Regions from separate parts of the Cricetulus griseus genome. Here region 2 is linked to region 1. The links are chromatin contacts, called in public Hi-C maps. All regions are on one chromosome and are shown on one strand. The core of a region is the stretch at or near the end of the contact, and the rest is flanking DNA. Distances in the headings are between cores, read along the strand shown. Region 1 overlaps Slc22a23 (solute carrier family 22 member 23). Region 2 overlaps LOC113834994 (a long non-coding RNA gene).

What was found. A called contact is a pair of places that touch in the nucleus more often than the background predicts.
Region 2: a Hi-C map of fibroblasts shows a contact between it and region 1, with 1.7 times the contacts expected there. The contact joins two enhancer-like sites. A contact is called at or near these places in 2 of 8 Hi-C or Micro-C datasets (the CHO-K1 cell line and fibroblasts).

Annotation. Positions count from the first base shown.
Region 1 is chr3:254,173,457-254,178,738 of CriGri-PICRH-1.0, forward strand. The region is part of intron 1 of Slc22a23 (solute carrier family 22 member 23); the gene reads right to left. Among named protein-coding and RNA genes, the nearest start is that of Slc22a23, 12 kb to the right of the region's middle. Within about 2 kb of position 2,910, at least 2 of the 6 cell types and tissues checked have open chromatin away from gene starts, as enhancers often do. A contact at or near this core is called in the CHO-K1 cell line and fibroblasts, where this site is marked.
Region 2 is chr3:254,241,194-254,246,475 of CriGri-PICRH-1.0, forward strand. All of the region lies in intron 1 of LOC113834994 (a long non-coding RNA gene), which reads left to right. Among named protein-coding and RNA genes, the nearest start is that of Slc22a23, 56 kb to the left of the region's middle. Within about 2 kb of position 2,363, at least 3 of the 6 cell types and tissues checked have open chromatin away from gene starts, as enhancers often do. A contact at or near this core is called in the CHO-K1 cell line and fibroblasts, where this site is marked.

The DNA of each region.
Region 1 (5,282 bases), core at 1,660-4,159:
ACCAAAGGAGAAAGAAGGATGGCCACTCAGCTGTTCTTATTATAAATGATTCACAAAATCAGACTTTTAAATATATAGCTGTCATTCAGTGCCCCTAATCTAAAACAGAAGATAGATGAGGATTTGCAAGGAACTGTTGTTAGGATTAAGCAGATGGGGTACATTGGCAAGACAGGGCCAAGGTATGCCACAAAGATACACCATACAACAGATTTCACACGAGAGATTTATTTGGGGGTATGTGGTCTCAGAGTGGGGACATGAGAAAGACAGAGACAGAGAGAGACCAAACCAAGCTGCTAATCTAACTTCCCTAAGAAAAGTCTTTTGGATCTTCTGGTCCCAAAAGCCAAAGACTGGCACTGCCCTAGGACCTCTGCCCCCAACAACCATGGAGGAACCTAGGATGATTGTCCAGGTAGCCACCCCAATGGTCCTGCAGAGCCTGGACAGTGAGTGAAACAGCCTGCTCCTCCAGGACTTGGCCAACAATCCCAGCTTTCTTGGATCCCCAAAGATGTCAATGCCCCCAGATAGCAGGAAGCAGTCTAAGGAGCACTGCACCACCACCCTTTCCTATTTCTTCACTTTTTATAATAAACAAAAGAGAGGAATGTTAAAAGTCAGGTTCTCCCACACAGCGAACCTTCCGTGATTCATCACCAGTGTCTATGTCTTCACTAGTCTCCAAATGTCCATGAAAAGTCACCCCCATCAAGGCTCACTCTCTTGCTCTCTCACTTTGTCTGTCTCTCACTGCCTGGTACCAGGACTTTGGAATGAATCCAAAAGTTGAAAAATCTAGCTCAAACACAAAGCCTCACCCCAGGGAAATGGTTAGAGGTGGGTACTTCCACCTTCAAGAGTACTAGCGATACAGGGAAATATTTGCACTGACTGAAAGGGATCACTTAGCAATTTCAGGTGATGGATGGAAGGTCAAGTGATTTGTGGGCCAGAAGGTGGACCTGTTGTGGGTGGGATGGACAAGTAGGGTTCCTGGTGTGGCTCAGAAGCTCAGGGGGAGTGCCTGCAACTGGAGAACCTACCAAGTCACAGACACCAGTGCTGAGATTTAGCAGCGAGAATACCTTGGCAAGTCAGAGCCAAGGAATGCTGCAACAGAGATCACAACATGCAACAAATCTCATGCAAGAGATTTATTGGAGGGGGAGGAAGCAAAACGCCTTCTCAGGGTGGAGACATGAGAGAGACAGAAAGAGCCAGAGACAGACAGACAGAGCAAGACAACAAAAGAGACCGTGAGAATGGTCTGTGTTGGTGGGGACCTTTTAAAGGGTATGCATGTCACATTTTCAGCTCCTAATGACATGGCTGCTGCTGCTAGTCTGAAGACAGGCTCGGGAGCACCTGATTTCTACCATTCCTTCCTTTTCCAGGCGGTCCCACAGCTTGCCTTCAGTGACTCAGCAGCAGCAGCAGCAGCAGCAGCAGCTATGTCATCTCCAGTCGACAAATGCCCTTTAAAAGCCAGCTCCCCACACCAAGGCTTGCTCTCTCTCTTTCTCTCTCACTCTGTCCATTTCTCTGTCAGTCCCTGTCTCCCTCTCACATCTCCAATCTGAGACAGCCTTACAACCCCCCCCCCCGCCCCAATAAATCTCTTGTATGAGCTCTGTTGCATGATGGGATCTCTGCTTTAGCATTCCTTGTTTCTGACCTGACAAGGTACTCCTGCCGCTGAATCCTAACTGTACTAGAAACAAATACTCCACTTGCCAGGAAAATTCAGCATATAAATTAGAGTGAACCAAATACAGATGACTTCATGCTGAGCCTTCACCATCTTTCCCTTATGGTATGTGAGGAGCACTGGATACATAGCCATGCTCGTGGAACTGAGAACTACGAATCTTCTAGGCCAAAGCAGGGTTGGAGCCTGGTTTTGCAAGGCTCATCTGAGAAACCTTTCCTTTCTTCTTCTTCTCCTTTTCTCCTTCTCCTTCTTCTCTTTCTTCTTTATCTAGAGTCTGGAAACAGGAGGCAAAAAGGCTGGCCTCTGGGGACTTCGATTTCCTTTGTCCCCCAATTTAAGTTTTTTGTTTTGTTTTGTTTTTCTCAATGCATGGCTGTTGAATTATTGGAGCTGCTAAAAAAAAAAAAAAAAAAAAAAAAAAAAAAAAAAAAAAAGCAAGAAAGACCCAGGGGGTTAGTTTCCTTATAACCTGAGTATACAGCCATAGAAAACCCACCAGTGATGTCTGAGAAACCCAAGTTCAGTATCTTTTCCTAAGGAGCAAAGCCTGAGCAGGGTGGATGCAAGTTACAAGTTCTAAAGGACAGCTGGTCCAGTGGGAGGGAAGAGCACCCACAATCAGACCTCCTGGACTTTTGGCCAGGCTACACAGCCTTTTGCTTATGTGGCCTTGGATAAGCCCTATTACTCTGGAGAGTCTTGCATTCTCTGTAAATTGGGAATAATTATTGCACCTGCTGCATTACCCCTTCTGCAGGCATGGTGAGATCATGTGAAGGACAGGCTGGCAGCTCTAAGAAGCTACAAGTCACTGCTCCTTATCCAAAATGTCTGGGACCAAAAGATGTTTTGGATTTTGGGGAGAAAATGTTGTTATTTGACTATTCCCTTCAAAGCAAGACATTCCCTCCTGTGGAGAGGCTCCTTGTGAGACTCAGAAAATATATGAAATTTACAAGTACCAGGAAAAAAATATATGAAATTTACAAGTTCCAGGAATCTCTTGAAAGTCACAAGATTGACAAGGCCGATCCCCAAGGTAATACAAGCAGTAATGATTGCTGGGGAGATGGAGATAGGGACAGGGGCTGAGCTGCCTGCGGGTTGTGCTGGGAACTCCAGGGGTGGAGCTTTTGTGCATTGTCACCCCTGCGAGAGTGGGTTTTTGATGATTCAGCTGCCCTTGAGTCATCCATGTTCCTGTAAGGAACCTGTCACGCATACTCCTGTGAGTAACCCCAGTATACTTTGATTGACTTGAGTGTGTTGAATGTGGATTGACTGGGGTGATGTGCGAATCCAAGAAAGAGATCACTGATCTCTACAGAAGCAGGCTGCCCTTTGATCAGAGCAATGAAAGACTGCAGGAGTAGAGACTGTGCACAGGAGGTTTTATAGGACAGAAAAAGGAGCTTTGGGGATGGGATTCCATCTGCAGATGTGTTCCCCTGCAAAAGTTGTAAAAACCCATGGGGGTTGATATGTTGATCCTGTTGGCAGCTTTCTGTGGAAGCTGTTGTCTGTGTATCCATGTTCCTACCCAGGTTTCTGAGCTCCCCCGAGGTTAGGGGGTTATTAGCCTGTTAGAGTGGAGTTGGTTTTTGTTGTTGTTTTGTTTTGTTATGTTGTGTTTTGTATATCTTAATGTCCTGTCTAAGATGGGATAGACCCTTTTTATGTCTCCCCAGCAAAAATCGCACAACACTTGCTTATATATAAGATATTTGGGTGATGAGACCTAAGTCTAAACACAAAATTTATTTATTTTGGGCTAGTGAGATGCTATTAATCCCAAAGATGAGGGGAGAAAGGCCACTTACTCAAATCATCAGGGCCAAATTAATTAAAGCAAGCTTTTTTTTTTAATTCACATACATGGGCTACTTTCCCCTAAGGTGGAGTTTGAGAGGTCAGCATTGGATGTAAGGAAGACAAGGTATTTATAACTCAGAGTTAGGAGCCTTCCAAAGGGGGGATTTGGCAGGCAAAATGGGTGGAGTTACAGGAGCAGAAGGTAAGCATAACAAGTTAGTCACAAATTACCCCTGAAGCAAAAACATGATTGCAAGGTGATCATAACAACAGGTAGTCATAATAAGTAGCCATAACAACCCTTTTGAAGCAAACGTAGGGTTGCAAAGTGATTAATAACTTTTTAAAACAAAGATATGATTGCCATACCTAGAACAGGATTACAAAACCATTTGTAGTGAAACCTACAGGTGAGGCATAGCCCAATCCTTGAGGAAACAGAAGTTTAATCATCAACAGGAATGAACCTAGTTTTTCTTTATTACAATATGGCTTTTAAGCCTAAGATGGAGGCAGCCTGGTTTTTCAATGCCTCAGCAGGTAAAGGCACTTGTTGCCAAGCTTGACATCCTGTGTTCAATTCCTGGGACCCACAGGGTAGAACGAGAAAACCAGCTCCCACTAGTTATCTTCTGACCTTTTGTACATGCTCCTTGATGTGCATAGCACAAAGCATACTGCACTCACATGTATACACACACATTAAATACATAAATAAATGTTAATTAAAAATAATGCTTTAGATATACATTGTAGCCTGAATATATTATTTTAAATAATTTTATGCAGGAAACATGATATTGTGGCATTGTGTTGGTACTCACAAATTTAGGGTTTAATATTTTGGCTTAGGGACATTTAGATGACAAATATTCCTTACTATTGAGACATTATCAGAATTGTTCAAAGTATCTATATTGATCCTATCTGATTCTTCATCACTACAAACCTAGGGTCAGATTCTAACAACAATCAAACAGAGAAAGGGATGGAGTCCCTAGAGGACATTTCATTCCATTAGCTCTGCTAAATAATTCTACAGTTCAGTTAGATAGGCAGAGAGCTTGAGTTTGCTGCTTGAGGTCAGACTTCCTGGTAGCAAAGGTTTGCTGGTCGAGACCACTGTGTTTTTCTTTTTCTGGCCCCCAGAGGGAGATAGGACCCTCCTGTGTGTTGTCCACTGGGTTAAAGGGCATCAAGAATAGAAGGTTGGAGAAGGGGTGCAGCTTACTGGTAGAAATCATCTCTAACACCTAATAAAGGAAAGTGACTCCCACCAGCAGATCTACTCTCCAGAGCAACCCCCTCCCTGTCTCTAATTTGTTCACCATGCTGAGGAAATTCTGACTCCTAGCCTCGCCTCACCCTCCTTGTCTCATCTTGATGTAGATACATCACTTTCTATTCGTAATTGAACCAGGGACTTGCATATTCTTCACTCTTTTGATTTGTTTTGAGAGGGAGTTTTGCTCTGTACATAGCCCAAGCTGATCTTGAACTTGAGACCTCCTGAGTGCTAAGGTTACAGGTATGTGATGAGATACCTTACCTTAATAATCTTTTTTTTAAACCTATGCACATCTTCCAGTAGGCTTTTAAAAAAATAATGAATGGGCTGGAGAGAGGGATTGGCATTTAAAAGCTACTATAGAGGTTGTGGGTTTGATTCTCAGCACTCACATATTGACACATCTGTAACTCCAGTTCCAGGGGATCCAATGCCCTCTTTTGGCCTACAGGCACCACACATACA
Region 2 (5,282 bases), core at 1,113-3,612, 67 kb after region 1:
AAGATTATGATAGGAGCATGAAGCAGACAAACCACTTGTCTTAGTTTGGGTTTCTATTGCTGTGAAGAGACACCATGACCACAGCAACTCTTATAAAGGACAACATTGAAAGGGGCCTGGCTTACAGTTTCAGAGGTTTAGCCCACTATCAGCATGGTGGAACATGGCAGCGTGCAGGCAGACATGGTGCTGGAGAAGGAGTTGAGAATGGAGAAGGAGCTACAGCTTGATCCTGCAGGCAACAGGAAGTTATCTGTCTCACTCGGTGTAGCTTGAGCATAGGAGATCTCAAAGCCCACAGTGACACACTTCCTCCAGCAAATGCTTATTCCAACAAAGCCACACTTCCTAATAGTGCCACTCCCTATGAGTTTATGGGGGCCAATTACATCCAAACCACCACACCCCTCATTTCCCAGCTGGGAAGTGTTGAGTGTTGCATATTTTCTGTGGTGTCTACTTCTATTCACCCCAGACAGAGAAGACAACATCAGACCAGAGAAACAATTCTACCCAAGTCCATCTTAGTGAAGCAATAAATTTACTGGAGTCACGTACAAGCGCTTGAGCAACTACCAGCAGCTACTCTTGTCTTCCAGCAATTTTTAACCATTCATATAGCCTTCGGAGGGGAGGACCTAATGAGCCTCTCAACCCCCTCACTGGTAATGTTAATAGGTGATATCTCCTGAGGGTTTCAGGGTGCTGATCACACCTGCTCTGATTCAAGACTGAAATAATCATGTCCAATCCAGATGAAACAGCAGAGGCAGAGGAAGATACTGGGGGGGGGGTCCCATAATGTCTTTTGAGGTATAACCCCAAATAACCTGAAGATCTTTAACCAGGCCCTACCTCTTAAAGGTCTCACAGGGGGATTTCTGGGGACTAAATATTAGACACATTGTCCTGTAGGTCCATTTCGGATCCTGACTGTAGCTCCCAGTCAGCTCTGGGCCTCTGTAACTCATCCGACTAAAGAGAATTTAAATAACTTTATCTTTCCATCTTGCTGCCTTTCTCAGTTAGGTTAGAGAATTAAGTAATCCACCATACCTGGACATGAAGATTCTGCCCCAGGGTGGTGGCTGCTGAGCTTATTGGTTATAAACCTGAATCTTTTTATTAACATATAGTCATGGCATCAAATAACGGGTTTCATTATGTTTTCACAGATGCAGTTTACGTGCTTTGAACTTATTAACCCTTTCACTATCCACTCATATTGTTCCTCTATCCTTCCTGATGGGTCTCCTGCTCTGCTAAATTGTTCCCTTTGGCATTTATGCCTTCAAAAAAAGTCTAGGTTCTGTGTATGACGGACAGCATGCTTGCATGCCTTTCTGAATCTGGCTTCTTCTGCTTAACACCATGATCTCCAGGTCCATGCACTTTCCTACAGATGACATCACTGTGTTCTCCTTTGTGGCTGGATAAAATGCTCTTGTGTACGTATACCACATGCTCTTTCCCTATTCATCTATGGACAGACCTCTCGGCTGTTTCTATCATTTGCTCTTGTGAACGGCGCTGCATGAATTTATCTCTATGGCTTGCCAACTCCGATTCCCTCAGGTACATAGCCAGGAGTGATACAGTGGGGTCATGCAGTAGTTTCACTTTTAGGTTTTTGGAGAGTCTCCATACTAATTTCTATAGGGGCCCCACTAATTTACATTCCACTAGAGTGTAAAGTGTTCTCACCACCATTTGTTGCCATTTGTTTTCCTGGTGATCATCTTTCTGGGCCAGCTCTAACCTCGAAGCAGTTAGCGACCTGTGTTTACTCTGATGGCTAAAGGTGTTAAACATATTTTAGGTATTTACTGGCTACTAAAATTTATTTTTTTCAGTTTATTTATTTATTTATTTATTTATTTATTTATTTTGAGAACTGGCTTCTTTTAGTGGCTTCCTGACACTTAAAAGGAATGACTTTTGATGTTTCTTCTCACACAAGTCTGCTGTATGTCTCCACGCCTCTCTGTGATCTCAGGGTGACAAGTCATGGGTAAGGACTTCTGGGGAAACAGGAAAGGAGGGAAATGCACTGAGCCAGCTTCCCCTAAAAAGTCACCGTGCTCCCAGTCCAGCCAGAGGCAGCACTGGGCTGTGGGTGAGTCAGCAGGGAACGGCAGTGGGCCTTGCAGGTGCTCAGTCTGTGACTGAGCAAGAATATCGACTGTGCTAGTGCGAATGTGAGCAGGGGATTGGTGGAGGTAGACACACACACTGCAGAGGCAGAGGCATGAGGTATCTGGCTCTGATGTCCCTTCTCAGGAGCCTGCTGGTGAGAGCCAAGCCTGTCCCTGTTCTTTATAGAAGCCTGAGTCACTGCTGTTGCCTTTGAAATAGGCTGGAGGTGAGCCAGCATGGGAGGGCCAGGCAGGATGGGGAGGTGTGGAGCTGGTGACAGGCTGTGAGCATCCGTCAGCAGCTGTGGCATTTGCTTATTTCTGAGCTGGACAGTGTTTATGAGCAGCCACAGTGTCCCCTGCAGAGAAACAGACCAAACCAGACAGATAACACCACCTTGGTTTTCACCAGCCAGTCCCATTATCCAGGGAGGGAATTACTATTTTGCCACAGAGAATTTAACTCAGGAGCCGGAGGCACCCCGTACCTTCTAGACAGAAGGAAAGGCTTCTGTTCGTTGTTCTGCCACAGGCTCAGCACATCTGAGGACAACACTGGCCTCTTCTCCTTGGCTATGTCTGGAATTAATCAGTTAGACTGCTGGGTGCAAAAGAGAAATGAAACATGCAGGCCTTGGGTACTGAACACCACAGATGCCGGTGGCTGTGGGATTCTAGAGAGAGGGCTGGACATGTCCACAGTGGTTCGGCATGCCACTGTAACAACCAAGACCCCAGTTCAGCAAGCATTTACGCACTGGCAGCTATAGGCAGGCTCCTGATAGCCTCTGTGACTGTGAAGGAGACTCTGATATATACATGCCTCTCCCTCACTCCTCCTCCTGTCCTTTACCTTCTTATCCCCCCTTCATTATTTCTCCTTTCTGATGATTTTGATGATGGCCAGGGAGGAAATTCATATCATAATTGCCTAGCCGAATAATCCCACAAGAAATCATTACAATCTCTGAAAGAATAAACCATCTTCATATTTAAGCTTTTTCTATTTTTATAAAAGAACAAAACCTAAAGCTGTTAAGCCTTAAGAAAATGTTTCGAGGAAGATTGTTTCTCTGAAGACAACATTAGCAGGTTGGAGTTTTCTATCGGAGCGCACAATCTCCATGTGTCTTAATTTTAGAACCTATCCAGGTCTCCTTCCCAAAGGAAGATGACATTCCCAAGCTGCCTCCATGTCCCCTCTTTTCCCTCTCAGTTTTAGTAGCATTATGACTGTGGTTGTTGAATGTGCCCTATCCCCACCCCCCCCAACCCCGACACACACCACACACACACCAATATGTTCAAGGTCGAACCTATTTCACATGTTTTTTTTGTGTTTTTTGTTGTTGTTGTTGTTTTTGTAGAGTCATTTACAGAGCAATTGGTTAAGACCAGGTCATACCAGAGAGCAGTGGGCCCTCAGCTAGTGCCTGACCATCTCAGAAGTAGAGAAAAACTGTAACCGAACATGAGACCAAAGCATCTGGGGGGAAGTTATTACAGCTTGCAGTTCAGAGAACGGCAGTCTGTCACGGTGGGGCAAGCGCAGTAACAAGAGAGGCCAGTTCAGGTCAGAAAAAGGATTTCAACTCTCCAATGGCTTTCTTGTTTTTCACTTTTCATTCATTCTGAGACCTGGGAAAAGTGGGGCTTTCACCAAATATGAAGGCTAACTAAGCAAGCTGTTATATAACTCCATCCTAAAACCCAGTGCAAAAGAAACCCATGTTCTAGCTCAAATTGCCGGGCAGAAAAAGAGAATTCCCACCTCCTCTGACTTTTTATTTTCTTTTTATTTTATTTTCTTTCCTAAGACAATTGGGTGGTACCAGTTACCATGGCTGGGGGTGTGCATGTGGCAGGGGTGGGGGTGGGGGGTGGGGAGGAATCTCCTTGCTTAGTCTACCAAAGCATATGATGATATTTTTCTGCAAACATTTCCACAGAAATATCTAGAATAATGTTTAACATATTTGAACTCCTCTCAGTCTACTCAAAATGACTCATAGAATTAATAACCATCATTGTTACTTAGTGTAGCACTAAAGAATTTAGATCCTGGAGTCAGAGACAGGCTTGAACTTCATCCCAGATGTTTGTATGTGGTGTGGCTCTAATTAAAGTCACTTAACCTCTGTGCCATTGTTTGCTCATCTATGAGATGAAAATGAGATGTGAACTACTATAGGACCTGCTGTGCAGATGGAAGGTGACAGTGAGTGACAATGGGGCCTTTTGACTAATCTTGGAATCTACCGCATCCTACATAGTCATGATAGCTGAGCAGTGGGGGCACATTCTGAGAAAAGTGGGTTTGTCACAAGCACACCTCCTGGAGGAACATCCCCAAACCTGAAGGCTCTGGGTCGGTTATTAACATGGCCTCTGGCTGCAACTAAGAGACTCGGTGATCTTGTGATATGAGGCTCTTACAGTATTTACCATTACTTCATTTTATAAGTGGAAAGTGAATACTCAGAAATAATGATAGCTAGTATAGGAGCCACGGCTTTGCCAGCCACTGTCATTCAGTGCGGTGTGGACAAGCCACGTCTTCAGGCATCTGGGAAAGCAGCAGGTATGCTTATACCAGAAAACTACAGTCATGTGAGAGATGCATGATGCAGTGTTAGGGCAGCTGCGAAGCCCAAGCATTAGGATTTTTCCAGCTCCTTTGTAATCTTCAGGGCCAACTTTCTGTACACATGGTTTGCTATTGTCTAAAGTATCCTTCTGCAGCCTGCAACTGATTCTGTAGGAAAATGGAACAGGAGCCCAGGAGGGATGACTTAGGTAATGACACTTGTGCACCATGGCCATGGGTGGACTTGCCAGATAAAAACAGGCAAGATATGGAACCTGGACCCAGCTGCCAGCTGTTGCCCTGGCCAATGTCTGGTGTAGGTGAGGTTGCTGAGGCCATGGTCCTTATTCTCGGATTGCTCTGTGTGCCTATTTGTCCCTTGAGGGACCTTCATGCCATTCCCCCTTCCCCTGTGAGTTTATCCTCTTGTCCACACAATATGCCCTTTGGGGAGGACTTTTTTTCCTCTTCATTTACGTATGTGCTTATTAAGACTGTCCTGCTGTCATTATATATTCTTTCTTCACAACATAAGATTTTTATAAATTATTTGTGTATTT